2 separate regions of the Rattus norvegicus genome follow, and region 2 is linked to region 1. Evidence: chromatin contacts called from public Hi-C data. All regions are on one chromosome and are shown on one strand. Each heading gives the region's core, a stretch centred on a gene start, on an enhancer-like site or on the middle of the called end of the contact. The rest is flanking DNA. Distances are from core to core; before and after follow the strand shown. Region 1 holds the start of Pmepa1 (prostate transmembrane protein, androgen induced 1). Region 2 has its middle 56 kb from the start of Pmepa1.

The links. Hi-C and Micro-C count contacts between places; a contact is called where the count stands out from the background.
Region 2: a Hi-C map of the A7r5 cell line shows a contact between it and region 1, with 2.9 times the contacts expected there. The contact joins the enhancer-like site here to the promoter of Pmepa1 in region 1. A contact is called at or near these places in 3 of 12 Hi-C or Micro-C datasets (the A7r5 cell line, liver and mammary epithelial cells).

The regions. Positions count from the first base shown.
Region 1 is chr3:182,476,130-182,481,874 of GRCr8, forward strand. It overlaps Pmepa1 (prostate transmembrane protein, androgen induced 1), which reads right to left and starts at 2,520. Exons shown (of 4, transcript NM_001413584.1): 1 at 2,069-2,520. The coding sequence starts at 2,168. It overlaps LOC134486502 (a long non-coding RNA gene), which reads right to left. Exons shown (of 2, transcript XR_010065544.1): 2 at 3,921-4,237.
Region 2 is chr3:182,531,296-182,537,040 of GRCr8, forward strand. No RefSeq gene overlaps it. Among named protein-coding and RNA genes, the nearest start is that of Pmepa1, 56 kb to the left of the region's middle. Within about 2 kb of position 3,281, at least 22 of the 93 cell types and tissues checked have an H3K27ac peak or open chromatin away from gene starts, as enhancers often do. A contact at or near this core is called in the A7r5 cell line and liver, where this site is marked.

The sequences.
Region 1 (5,745 bases), core at 1,270-3,769:
TTTTAGTAAGTAGACTGTGCATACACACGTGTGTGTGTGTGTGTGTGTGTGTGTGTGTGTGTGTGTGTGTACACGTGAGCACACAAGTATTTCCAGGCAGTAACCCTAAGCAAGCCTCTTATTCCAATGTTGATGGGAAAGAACACCCGATTCCAAGAGCTTCAAGCCATTTTGGTCTCAACCAAGACATCATTAGGGCCAATTACCAGTCTGTTCTCTCCTTCACCCTGTGGGTTCCAGGGACGGAACTCAGGTTGTCGGGCTCGGCTGCGTCTGGCTGTCACTAGAGTTGATTCAATGAAGAGGCAAAATTAAGAATGAAGTCTTTTGTTGTTTTTCAAAGTCGAGAAAGCAGAGGAAAGACAAGACCAGAATGTGCCTAGTCTTCGTCATCTGGAGTGGTTCTCTCACTTCCATGGGATGTTCCCTAAAGCAATTCGAGGAGGAGACAAGAGGAACTCACAGAGCTGGGTCAGCCTCTTCCTAGACACCTGAAGACAACTAACATCCTGATAGATTCCACGAACCCCTCTTGATCACAAAGGGGAAGCCATAGGATTTGGTTCCAAAGAAAGACCACAAACACTGGCTCCTGGCAGGTTTTCTTGGCATCTCCTGGCTTGGGGCAGCAAGGCAGCTAGGGAGAAGTGTGAATGACTCAGTGAGACCAAGGCTTTCAATTCCAGACTGGGAGACAGTGAGTCAAAGCCGGCATGAGGACCCCACCACCGAAACCTACTTCTCCTGCTCAGGTGGGGCCGGCCATGGGTTATTTTTAACCCCTTATGCTCTACTGTACATACCAGGGTTTTGGGGTGGGGGTGCAAACTGTGGCAGCTGCCTGCGGAAACCAGCCTATGAGTCACCTAGCGAATGCCCAGTTCTGTGGCAGTTGCCCCTGGGCTCCGCTAGAGGAACGTTGTCTGGGTTCGGGGGAGGCCGTGTGCCTTTTTGCCTGAAGTGCTTTAGGGTAAAATGAAGAAACTAAACAGAAAGGCAAAAGGTGCCCCCTCCTCCCAAAAAAGTGGGTTAGGGGGAGGGTGCAGATTGGAGGCAGATGGCAGGGAATGAGGTTTCAATTCTCCACCCAGCCCAACAGCCACCTGGGTGGGCCACAGAAGGAAGTAGATGCTCCCTGAGCTCAACTTCTGGAGGTGCAGGACGCTGGCCACAGCCTGAGCTTCAAGCTGGGCACTCACCACCCTGGGTCTACCACCTCCAAGGAGGTCGCAACACAAACAGTTCCAAAACTTTGACTCATTTGTAACCACCGTCCCAGGCAGAGTGAGCCAAGCAGTCCAGACAGAGGCTATTTATAGGAGTCCGGGACAGACATTCACAATGACACACACTGGGGATCCGCGGTGGGCTAGTCGCGCCAGCGCTGAGCCCGGGATTCAGACACCTGAACACAAACGGTCCTTAAATCTGGCTGGATTCAGTTCACAGCCTCAACCCCCGCCACGCGCACACACTACATCAGACACACTGCGATGCAGGGACACTCGGACACACACTCGGCCGGCACAGACCGCGACTCTGAACCAGACACCTAGAGACGCGCCGAGACTCAGACAGACGGACCAGCGCACTCTGTATACGCACGGAAACCTGGGACGCATCGCCATGGCCACTCCAGACACACGCCAGGAGCCCCAGACACCTCCGGGGCCAGACAGTGTCTCCTCCGCCCGCTCCCCCGCCCAAAGTTGATAAAGAGCCTAATTGCTCCATCGCCCCGGTCCCTAGGGAAAACGGAATGGAAACTTCCCCGACCCGGCCCGCCTGGCCCTCCCGAGAGGCGCGATGTCTCCGCCGAGCCCCGGGTCCGAGTCGGTCCGGGCGGGGCGCGCGCGGCGGGGACCGTGCCAGGCTCGCAGCGCCGCGGGACAAAGCCGGGCCGGCCGCCAGCTGCCGCGAGCCTCCGGGAGGGCGCGCCCGGGGCGCGGCGAGCGCAGCCGGGGAGCCTGGGCGAGGCAGGCGCGCGGCCCCCGAGTCCCCACGCGATCACCATGTCCCGGGCCGGGTATCCCACGGGGCTGTCCCGAGGGGAACAGGGCTCACTCACTGATCTCCATGCTGGGGAACAAAGAGCGCTGGCAGTTGCACGCGCAGGAGACATTGGGCTGCCCGGCGGCGGCTGCGGCGGCGGTGCCGTTGACCCCCATCAAGCGGTCACGGGCGGCGCGGGGCGCGAGGCGCGGGGCGCGGGGGCGGCTCCGGCCGGCGCGCGGGGCTCGGGCCCCGCATACAGCGAGCAGCGCGGCGCGGGCTCGGGGCGCCGCCGAGGTCCCCGGGGCGAGCTGGGTCCCCCGGCCGCCGAGCGGGAGCCCCGGGGCGGCGGGCCGTGGCCGCGGGCGGCGTGCGGGGCACGGGCGGGCGGCCGGGGCGCGGGGCCGCCGGGCTCAGCCTGCGCGCCGGCCGATCCGCAGCTGAGCGCCGCCGCCTGCTCCTCATTCAAGTCCAAGGAGATCGGGTTGCGCCGCGCGCCCGCGGTCGGAGGCAGGCAGACGGTCTGACGTCAGCGCTAGACGGGGCTGCCGGTTCCCACCGCGCGGGGGCCGCGGAGGGGGCGCGCGCTGCGCCAATCCCCGCCGACGGCCCCCGCACCCTCCTCGGCCCGGGGGGCGGGCCCGTCGCGCGCGGGGCGGGCTCTTAAAGGGCCCGAGCCTCGCGTCCGCGTAGAACGGTCTCCGGGGCTGCGTAAACTCGGCGCCCTCGGGAGTCCGCAGACCAAGTCCGAGGGGCCCCGGTGCCTGAGGCGGCCACAACCCAGGACAATAATCAAGCCGAAAAGTTAAAAGTGTTCTCTCCAACTCCCGCCCCTGGGGCCCTCCGCCTAGGCTTTTGGGGGCTCCCGAAGACTGTGAGGCTTTGGGGTCGCCTTGGAAGAGTTCCATGCATGGAAATCAGAGCATGGAGAGCCGGGAGTAAAGACCCACCCATGGCCGTATTTCTCAGAAGACTGAGAAATAGTCTGAGACAGACAGACAGACAGACAGACAGACAGACAGACAGACACACACACACACACACACACACACACACACACACCCTGCTCCCCCGCTCCCCCGTGCGTCTCTTTAACAGTAGTCAAGCCCCGAGAAGCGCCCCCTGGTCCTTGCCTTGTAAATTAGTACCCAGGACTGGGAGTGTGTGTGTGTGTGTGTGTGTGTGTGTGTGTGTGTGTGTGTGTTGCCACTATTATGGGACATCCAAGCAGTTACCCTCACCCCCTAACTGCCGCCCCAAAGGCCACCGACTGGGCTGTGTGGCTCAGAGTGTAAAAGGGGGTCATGGGAGTGTGCTTTTTGTTCATTAAGTTTTAATTAATTACTGGAGAGCTATGGGAACCCGTGCTCTGGCTTCAAAGATATTAAACTGTTACATAAGAGGCCTCACATCCCTAATCCCAGCCTCAAATGTCAAGTGTGTCTCTTTGACCCATTCGTAAACTTCTAGTCCTGTGGTGTGCCTACTGTGTGCTAGAAACACACCAGATAGTAATGTCTTTCATAGCAAGTTGGGGAGACAAAATATTATTTGGCTTCATTTCACAGTCAGGGAAAGCGTTCCCTAAGCGCAGGCTGAGGGCTCAGGAAGGTAGAACCTAAGTTCTACCCAGCCTCGGGGAGTACCTATCCCTGCCCACACATGATCCTGCTTTAAGTCTCTTCAGGCCTATCCCTTGTCTTTAGAGAGGGGGGAAGCTTTTACGAGTTATTGTTACTTTGTTTTTAATAGACTGGAAGGAGAAAGTGAAGCTGAGAGAATAGTTTGCAGAGGAGTCCAGGAAGTAGGTCCCTCTGCCCAACCTTCCAGGACTTCCCTGGAGGAGTCGTCCTGGAGCCCAGGGTCCTCCCAGAGGGAGATTCCAAGATGCTCTGGTTCATTCGTTTGAAATAGCAGCTCAATCTTGCTTTTTGTCTCTGATATTTATTTTTGGTATATGTATGAATGCTTTGCCTTGATCTATGTCTGTGCACTGTGGGCAGAAAGCCGTTGATGGTTACAGATGGTTGTGAGCCACCCTGAGGGTTCTAGAAACTGAACACAGGTCCTCGGGAAGAAAGTAAAGTACCCTTATAGGCTGAGCCATTGCACATGGTATAAGCTCAGTCTTAAAGCCACGACAGGACACGGCTATGTCTTCACCATGAGAGGCTGCCCCTGTTCCAGTACCAGCATTTTCCTCAGCGAATCTTTGGCCTGGGAAGGTCTGGCTGAGCTTTGACGCCTGTAAAACCAAAGGAGAAACTCTAACTAATCTTGCTGGGAAGGGTGCTAAGGAGGTGGACTGCACGTGGGTGGTCAGCCCAGGCCCACTCACCTCAGATGCTGGAACAATGAGTAACCTCCATGTTGCACAAAGAAACAAACTGAAAGAAACCCCCAAGGCAATTTTTTTTTTCCCCAAAAAGGTTGGGCCTTGACCCAAACTAGAGCAGGGAATTCATCTGTTCTTATTCTAACCCAGGTGCTAACTGTGTCTTTTCCCCATGGGCCCGGGTCCAACCTCACAGTCTTTCAAGACTGGCTAGTTTTAAAAGAATCTTGGCAAAGGAAAGGAAGTGGGTTCAGCTGCACCCGGGCTGTACGGTTCTGGGAAGGGGGTTGGAGGGATGCTTTGCGAAAACAAAAGGTGGGGGAGATTTACAAAAATACTTTACAAGTTGGAGGGATTTAAAGATTTGAATTCCTTTGCATAAAAGTTTCTACAAGGTGCGTGTGGTTTTGGTTGGAAGGTGGCAGGTTGTGGAATATTGGCCCCTAGCAGGCTACCTTTTATAGAAAAATATTAAAAGAGCATTTTTTTTTTCCATGGGGCCAATGGAGATCGCTATGGCTACGCCCTCCTTCCAGCAATTCATTCCATCAAACTCTGTGAGAGCCGGGGACTTTGGCAAAGGAATCCAATGGTGTAGATCTTGTCTTGCAGAGGTCTTGCAGGAGATCTGGCTTGTCCACCCATGGGAAATGTCTCGACCATTGATTTTCTTGGAAATAAGGCAGCTTTTAATTTAGTTTTTACGTGTGTGTGTGTGTGTGTGTGTGTGTGTGTGTGTGTACACATGTATGTACGTGTGTTTCAGACTCAGGACAAGAGGCTGAGGTGCCTGCTTAACATTGCAAAATTCTCCTAGCATCCCTCAGTCCCTACTGGGTATGGTGGGCATACCCCTGCCTTCTACCCTGAACTCTCCAACCCCTCCCCCAGAGGCTCTTCCGTATACAATGCACATACATTTTAGTTACCTGCTCTGCCCTCCTTTTGTACCTTGGTCCTCTTGGCTGCTCCTTTTGGTTGCCCCTCCCTTCTCCCCAATAGTTCAAGGTCATGACCATTCTGGATTCTCCCTGATATGTCTGCCTCCGGCTATTTTTCTCCCACGCATCTATATAAACGGTTTCCTACCTAGGAACATCTTGTTCTTTCTTTTCCTTTTTGTTGGCTTATTTTTCATTCAGGTCACATGCGCGTGAGGGTAGGTCAGAAAATGACTTGCAAGAGTTGATTCTCCTTCCATATGGGTCCCAGCATTAAACTGAGGTCCTCAGGCCTGATTGACAGCCAGTTCCTTAGGACGGAGCCGTCCCACAGGCCATTGATGTTTAATGCTAAGTATGAGTGGGGTTCCGGGGGAGGCCAGCAGGGGGCGTCAGATCTTCCGCAGTTGGAGTTGTCGGTGGTGGTAAGATGTTTCACGTGGGTGCTGGAAACCAAGCTCAGGTCCCCTGGAAGAG
Region 2 (5,745 bases), core at 2,031-4,530, 56 kb after region 1:
GCTTGCTCGATTGTAATTTTAGAATACGTTAATAAACGGCAAAAGATGAAAACTTCTATTTTCTATAGTTTCATTGTGCATGTGTGTGTTTTAGCACAGGCAAACCCTGCCTGTGTTAAATCTCTATACCAAAAACAATAAACAAGAATGGTGTGAACTGTGAGTCCCGAGCCTCGTGTCTCCAGTGGAAACTTTCCACACAGCTGCACTTTGGTGTGACAGTTAAGACAGGGTATCAACAGCACCTTCATATATTCCTTGGCTTCCTTAGGAGGCCTTGGACTAATTGTGGGTGTGGCTTCTAGTCACATGACCATCTGTGCAGGCTTCTTTCCCTACCACCCCAGCTGAGACACTGAGGAGCTGGGACCCCCCCCCCCCCCCCCGGGAGCCAAGTCCTCTACAGGTGGTAAAGCCACACAGCGGCTCCTACCAGTCAGGTGGATTACCTTAGCTGGATTTCTATCGCTGTGGTAAACACATGGCCAAAAGCAGATAGGGGAGGAAAGGTTTAGTTCAGCTTCCAGCTCTCAGGTCACTACTGAGGGAAGTCAGGCAGGAGCTCAAGGGAGGAGCTGGGAGCAGAAATCTTTGAGGAATGACGCTCACTGACTTGCTCCTCATGTCATGCTCAGCCCCCTTTCTTATATAACCCAGGACCACCAGTCCCACCCAGGGTGGCATTAGCCATAGTTGGCTGGGCCCTCCCACATCAATCTCTGACTAAGAAAATGTACCACAGGCTGACCTAGGGGACAGTCTTATGGAGGCATATCCCTAATACTGATTCTGTCTTCTCAGATAATCTAACTTGTGCTGAGCTACAGAAGTGCTACGCAGCACACTGACCCCTGGACCATGTGCGTGGCCATTCTCCATCATGTCTGTCCATTGCCTGCCCGGACCTGGGGTAGAGTTGGGAGCACAGGCCACTGGGATTCAGAGTAGGTGGGGGTACAGATGGCTCAGAATCCTGCCCCAGAGACCCCTAGCCCAGCACAGGCTCACAGGTTTGTGCTGCGTGTCTGAGACCCACGCCCTAACTGAGAAATAAACAAGACACAAGCTTGGAGCTGTGGCCAGAGGGTGACCTGAGGGGTCCCATGCACTGTAATCCACTAAAGGGCCCTGGTGTGACGCCGGTGGCCAGGTGCAAGATTGTGACCTGAGGAGCCCTGATCTGGTGCTGGTGGCCATGGCTATTGGGTAAGCATTTGCCTCACAGACAGATTCCATTCTGTCCCACCGCATTTGAGCTTAGCTCTTACCCCTACACAGAGGCTCTGGAAGATCTGTAGCCCCACTGTGTGTCTCCAACCCCGACTTATTCCCCTGCCTCAGCTCAATGTCTTTCCAATTGCTTCTGGTCTCCCAGACCCTAGAAAGGACAGCACACAGACACTTCCCCTGTGACAGCAGGAACAGCAGGGGACTTCCCAGAGATGTTTGCCCCTGCTCTTGGATTCTTGTTGATGACACTGGGGTACAGAGAAAGGAGGAGACCTGCTTCCATGCGCTCGGTTAAAAGGTGGCAATTTCATGATTAATCCACAGACAGGGTCTGTCGCTAGCCCATTCCCTCTGGTTTTGACTTCAGACGCCAGCCAGGCCTCCCCTTCAAAGCCTCGGCTGTTGCACACACATTTGACCCTCACCTGGACAGGACCACTTTCTCCTACACCCTCCATTTCCTTCAGGGGTGCCTGCCTCATTTGGCACCCAAGGCTCTGATGTCTTCTGAGAATCCACAACGTTTCCAAAACATCCCTTTCTTTTCCTACCCCTGGGGAGAAGACTGGAATTTGGGATATTCATCTTGCCCGGTGAGCAAAAGCTTAAATGAAATCCGCTTTATCTGCCGGAAGCTGTCAGCTGATAAAAAGGGCAGGGAATTAACGGGAGGGTAAGCCAAGAGCTCCAGACAGCAGCGCCTAGCTTTCTACTCAGTTCCTGCAGAAGCCGCCGCCGGGGGACTTCAGCGTCTGACCCCCAAAACCTGTCTAGACGGTTCAGACATTTGGTAAACAAATGAATTGCTGCATAGGCAGCTGGAGCAGCGCAGGGGGTGTCTGCCACCTCGGGGCGACTGCAGGAAGATTCACACCCGGCTGGAAATGCTCTCCCGAGGGAGGACAACAAACACAGCAACTTCCCTACTCCGGGAAAGTTCTTTTCTGGGCCAGAACCTCACGAAGGAGCCTCTACACACTCCCCCCCCCCCAGCGCACTCTTCATTTCTGAAGAAGCTTTCCGATTTCCACAGCCATATGGGAGGTGCGCGTTCTCCAGAGTGTGTCTGTCAGCCCCACGGTGATAGGAACAGCTGTCGGCTGTCTTTCTAGGGCATGCCCTGTCCTTTATGTTCCAATGAACTTCTCAGAACCCTGGTCCAGTGAGGCGGAGGCTGGAGATAAAGGCGGAGGCGGGCGCAGACGCTACTGTGTGCTATTTAGCTTTGGGGCTCCATGGTCCCACATCCGGAGATGCCCCTTTGCAATGGGTGGGAAGTAGGTTGCGAGGTGCTGAGAAAAAGCCTCCTGCTTTTAATGCATGTGGAATTCAAGGCCACATTTCCATGGGAGCATGTCTGAGGCCCTGCAGCTGCTATCTGGGAAACCCCAGGAGGGTTTCTTACCTGGAGCTTGTCCTACCTGAGAGCACACAGAGCTCACCCTGGGAAGCAATGCAAAGGAATCTAGCATGCTCTGAGCTCTGTATTCAAATCCTTCGGATAATAACAGTGGGGGTGGGGTGGGAGAGGTAGGTGTCTCCTGCAAAGGGCCTGACTGTACTCCCCACCCCCATTCCCGTGGGGAAGGAAAAGGGATGGTAGAGGCAGGCCTCCTGGACCCTGTGCAGCTGGTCAAGGGATGCAGGGAGGAGCGTGGTGATGTGTCCCTAGCCTGCTTCCCCTCACAGCATTTGCCTTTTCAGGAGGCTGACTGACAGCCAGGTCACGGCCGCACCCACGGGTGCTGGGACAGTGGATGTCATGGGGCCACCACAGGGGCTAGAGGCGTTCTGACCAGGATGAGAAGGGCAGCTGCAAGCTATCACTTACAAAAGGATATCCCAGCAGCTCTCCCCAGCCCTCAGGACACTGGCTTTGCTGGCCTCTGCCTTCCTTCTCACCCCACCTGCTCATGGCAGCGGGGAAGTGGAAAGAGAAGGGAGCTGGCTGCCCTGCTGGCCTCTTTCTCCTGGCGGCCAGAGAGCAGTCCCGTGAGTGGAGTGACCTTGGTCCAGACACCTCTGCCAGCTGGCAGGAAGACAAGCAGGCTGTCTGGCTGCAGAGCCTCCGGTGCGGTAAGGAGGCAGGAGCTGAGCCACAGAGGAAGGAAACCGGAGGCTGAGTGAAGTCGTCGGGACTGAGATTCAGGAACAATTTTTTTATTGTTCTGTCCAGCAGGCAGCTTGGGAAAGTGCCTCAGTCTCTGCACAAGTGGGTCTCCAGTCTCAATTCATCGCTAAATAACACTTTCCGTGCTTCTAACTTTGGAAAGATGTGACAGTCTCCATCACAGTCAGGGTGCAGGCTGTGTGTGTGTGTGTGTGTGTGCAGGCTGTGTGTGTGTGTGTGTGTAGAGCCTGTGTCTCTGTGTGTGTATGTGTGTGTGTGTGCAGGTTGTGTGTGTATGTACAGCCTGTGTGCATATGTGTGTATGTGCAGGCTGTGTGTGTGTGTGGTGTGTGTGTGTGTGCAGGCCGTGTGTGTGTGTAGAGCCTGTGTCTCTGTGTGTGTATGTGTGTGTGTGTGCAGGTTGTGTGTGTATGTACAGCCTGTGTGCATATGTGTGTATGTGCAGGCTGTGTGTGTGTGTGGTGTGTGTGTGTGTGCAGGCCGTGTGTGTGTGTAGAGCCTGTGTCTCTGTGTGTGTATGTGTGTGTGTGTGCAGGTTGTGTGTGTATGTACAGCCTGTGTGCATATGTGTGTATGTGCAGGCTGTGTGTGTGTGTGTGTGTGTAGGCTGCGTCTGTGTACAACCTGTGTGTGTGTGTGGTGTGTGTGTGTGTGTGCAGGCCGTGTGTGTGTGTAGAGCCTGTGTCTCTGTGTGTGTATGTGTGTGTGCAGGTTGTGTGTGTGTGGTGTGTGTGTGTGTGTGTGGTGTGTATGTGCAGGCTCTGTGTATATGTTTGTGTGTGTAGGCTGTATGTATGTGCATGTGTGGGTATACAACAGAAGTGGTGTTGACACATCCAGATGAGACTGAAACAGGGCTTCAGGCTGAGCAGGGACCACAGGCTCTCTACTCACCCCATGCATGAATACTTCTCACTCCAAAGTTCCCAATCTACTGTCCCTTAACCAAAAGCCCTCAGCCCAGAGTCTAGGAAGTTTGACAACTACACACCTACCTTGGACAAAGAGCAATTGAACGAGCTGAACGAACCAGAGACCACACACTTCAGAATTTTCCTTCAGAACATACTGCCCAGGATGGTGGGCCAGGTCCATACCCAGGATTCCCAAAAATAGCTGTGAATTCTGGGTTTTTAAAGGCAAAACCCCTCAAGACTACACATTTCCTACCTTCGCCCAATCTGTGGCAAGCATACATCCTGGTGCACTTCCTGCCTACATACCTCCCACTTCTGGGTGATCAAGTATCTCCTGGGCTGTTGGGGCAGCCACCCTCGTTTACAGAAGTGAAAACACGCGTTTTACGTGAGCAAGAGCATTCCAGAATTTCAGGAAGTCACTTGGCTTTGGGCAATGGGGCTTAGAGGCCAGAGCTATTTTTGTTTTCTAGATCTCTTAAGCACAGTGATTTCAATTTAAAACATGACTTTAGCTGGGCTTGTGGTTTCAGAGGGTCAGGGTCCGTGGTGGTGAAGCAAAGGCATCTGAGAGCTCACATAACTAAATGCAAGACAGACAGAGACAGAGACAGAGAGACAGAGAGAGACAGAGACAGAGACACAGAGAGAGACAGAGAGACAGAGAGAGACAGAGACAGAGAGACAGAGAGAGACAGAATCACAGAGAGACAGAATCACAGAGAGACAGAACCATAGAGAGACAGAGACACAGAGAGACAGAGACACAGAGAGAGACAGAGACAGAGGGACAGAGAGACAGAGAGACAGAATTCCACTGTTGTTGTTTTGGGACAAGGTTTCATGTAGCCCAGGCTGGCTTCAAACTTGCTATATAGCTGAGGATGACCTTGAACTCATGCCCCTGCCCCCTCTGCCTCCCTAATGCTGGGATTACGGGTGTGCAGCACCACTCGGTTTGAGTGATTTACTTGGACAATGTTAAAGTAGGAGAGTAAGCGGCCCAGACAGAGTTCTCTGTGTGTTGGCCCTTAGGAGCCAGGAGAGGGCCCAGAGATATCACATCAAAAGCACAGGACTCTGTCACAGCTCTAAGTATCAAGTTTTCCTGAGGTATCCTCAGCGGTGTTTCCTACCCCAGGAATGGCTTTTTATTCATGCAGCAGGCTCTGTCAGGATGCTCAGAAAGAGTTGTTTTTCTCCTTTGTGCCTGGAAGCCAGTTCAGACCTGAGACCCAGCCAAAAGCGTGACATCAGAGAGGCAAACGACCCCAGAGAAGCCTGGAAGGCTGTTGCTGTGGTTGGATTTATGAACACATCACTGGAAGACAAGCCTCCCCTCTAGCCAACTTGTAGCTGGGGCCAGGGAGGCCATTATGCTCTCTGCCCTGTGGTTGAACTCCCCAGGAATTCCTGACACCCTGGAATTGCGCCCCACCTCAGGCTCAGACCTCTGGACTGTTTCCT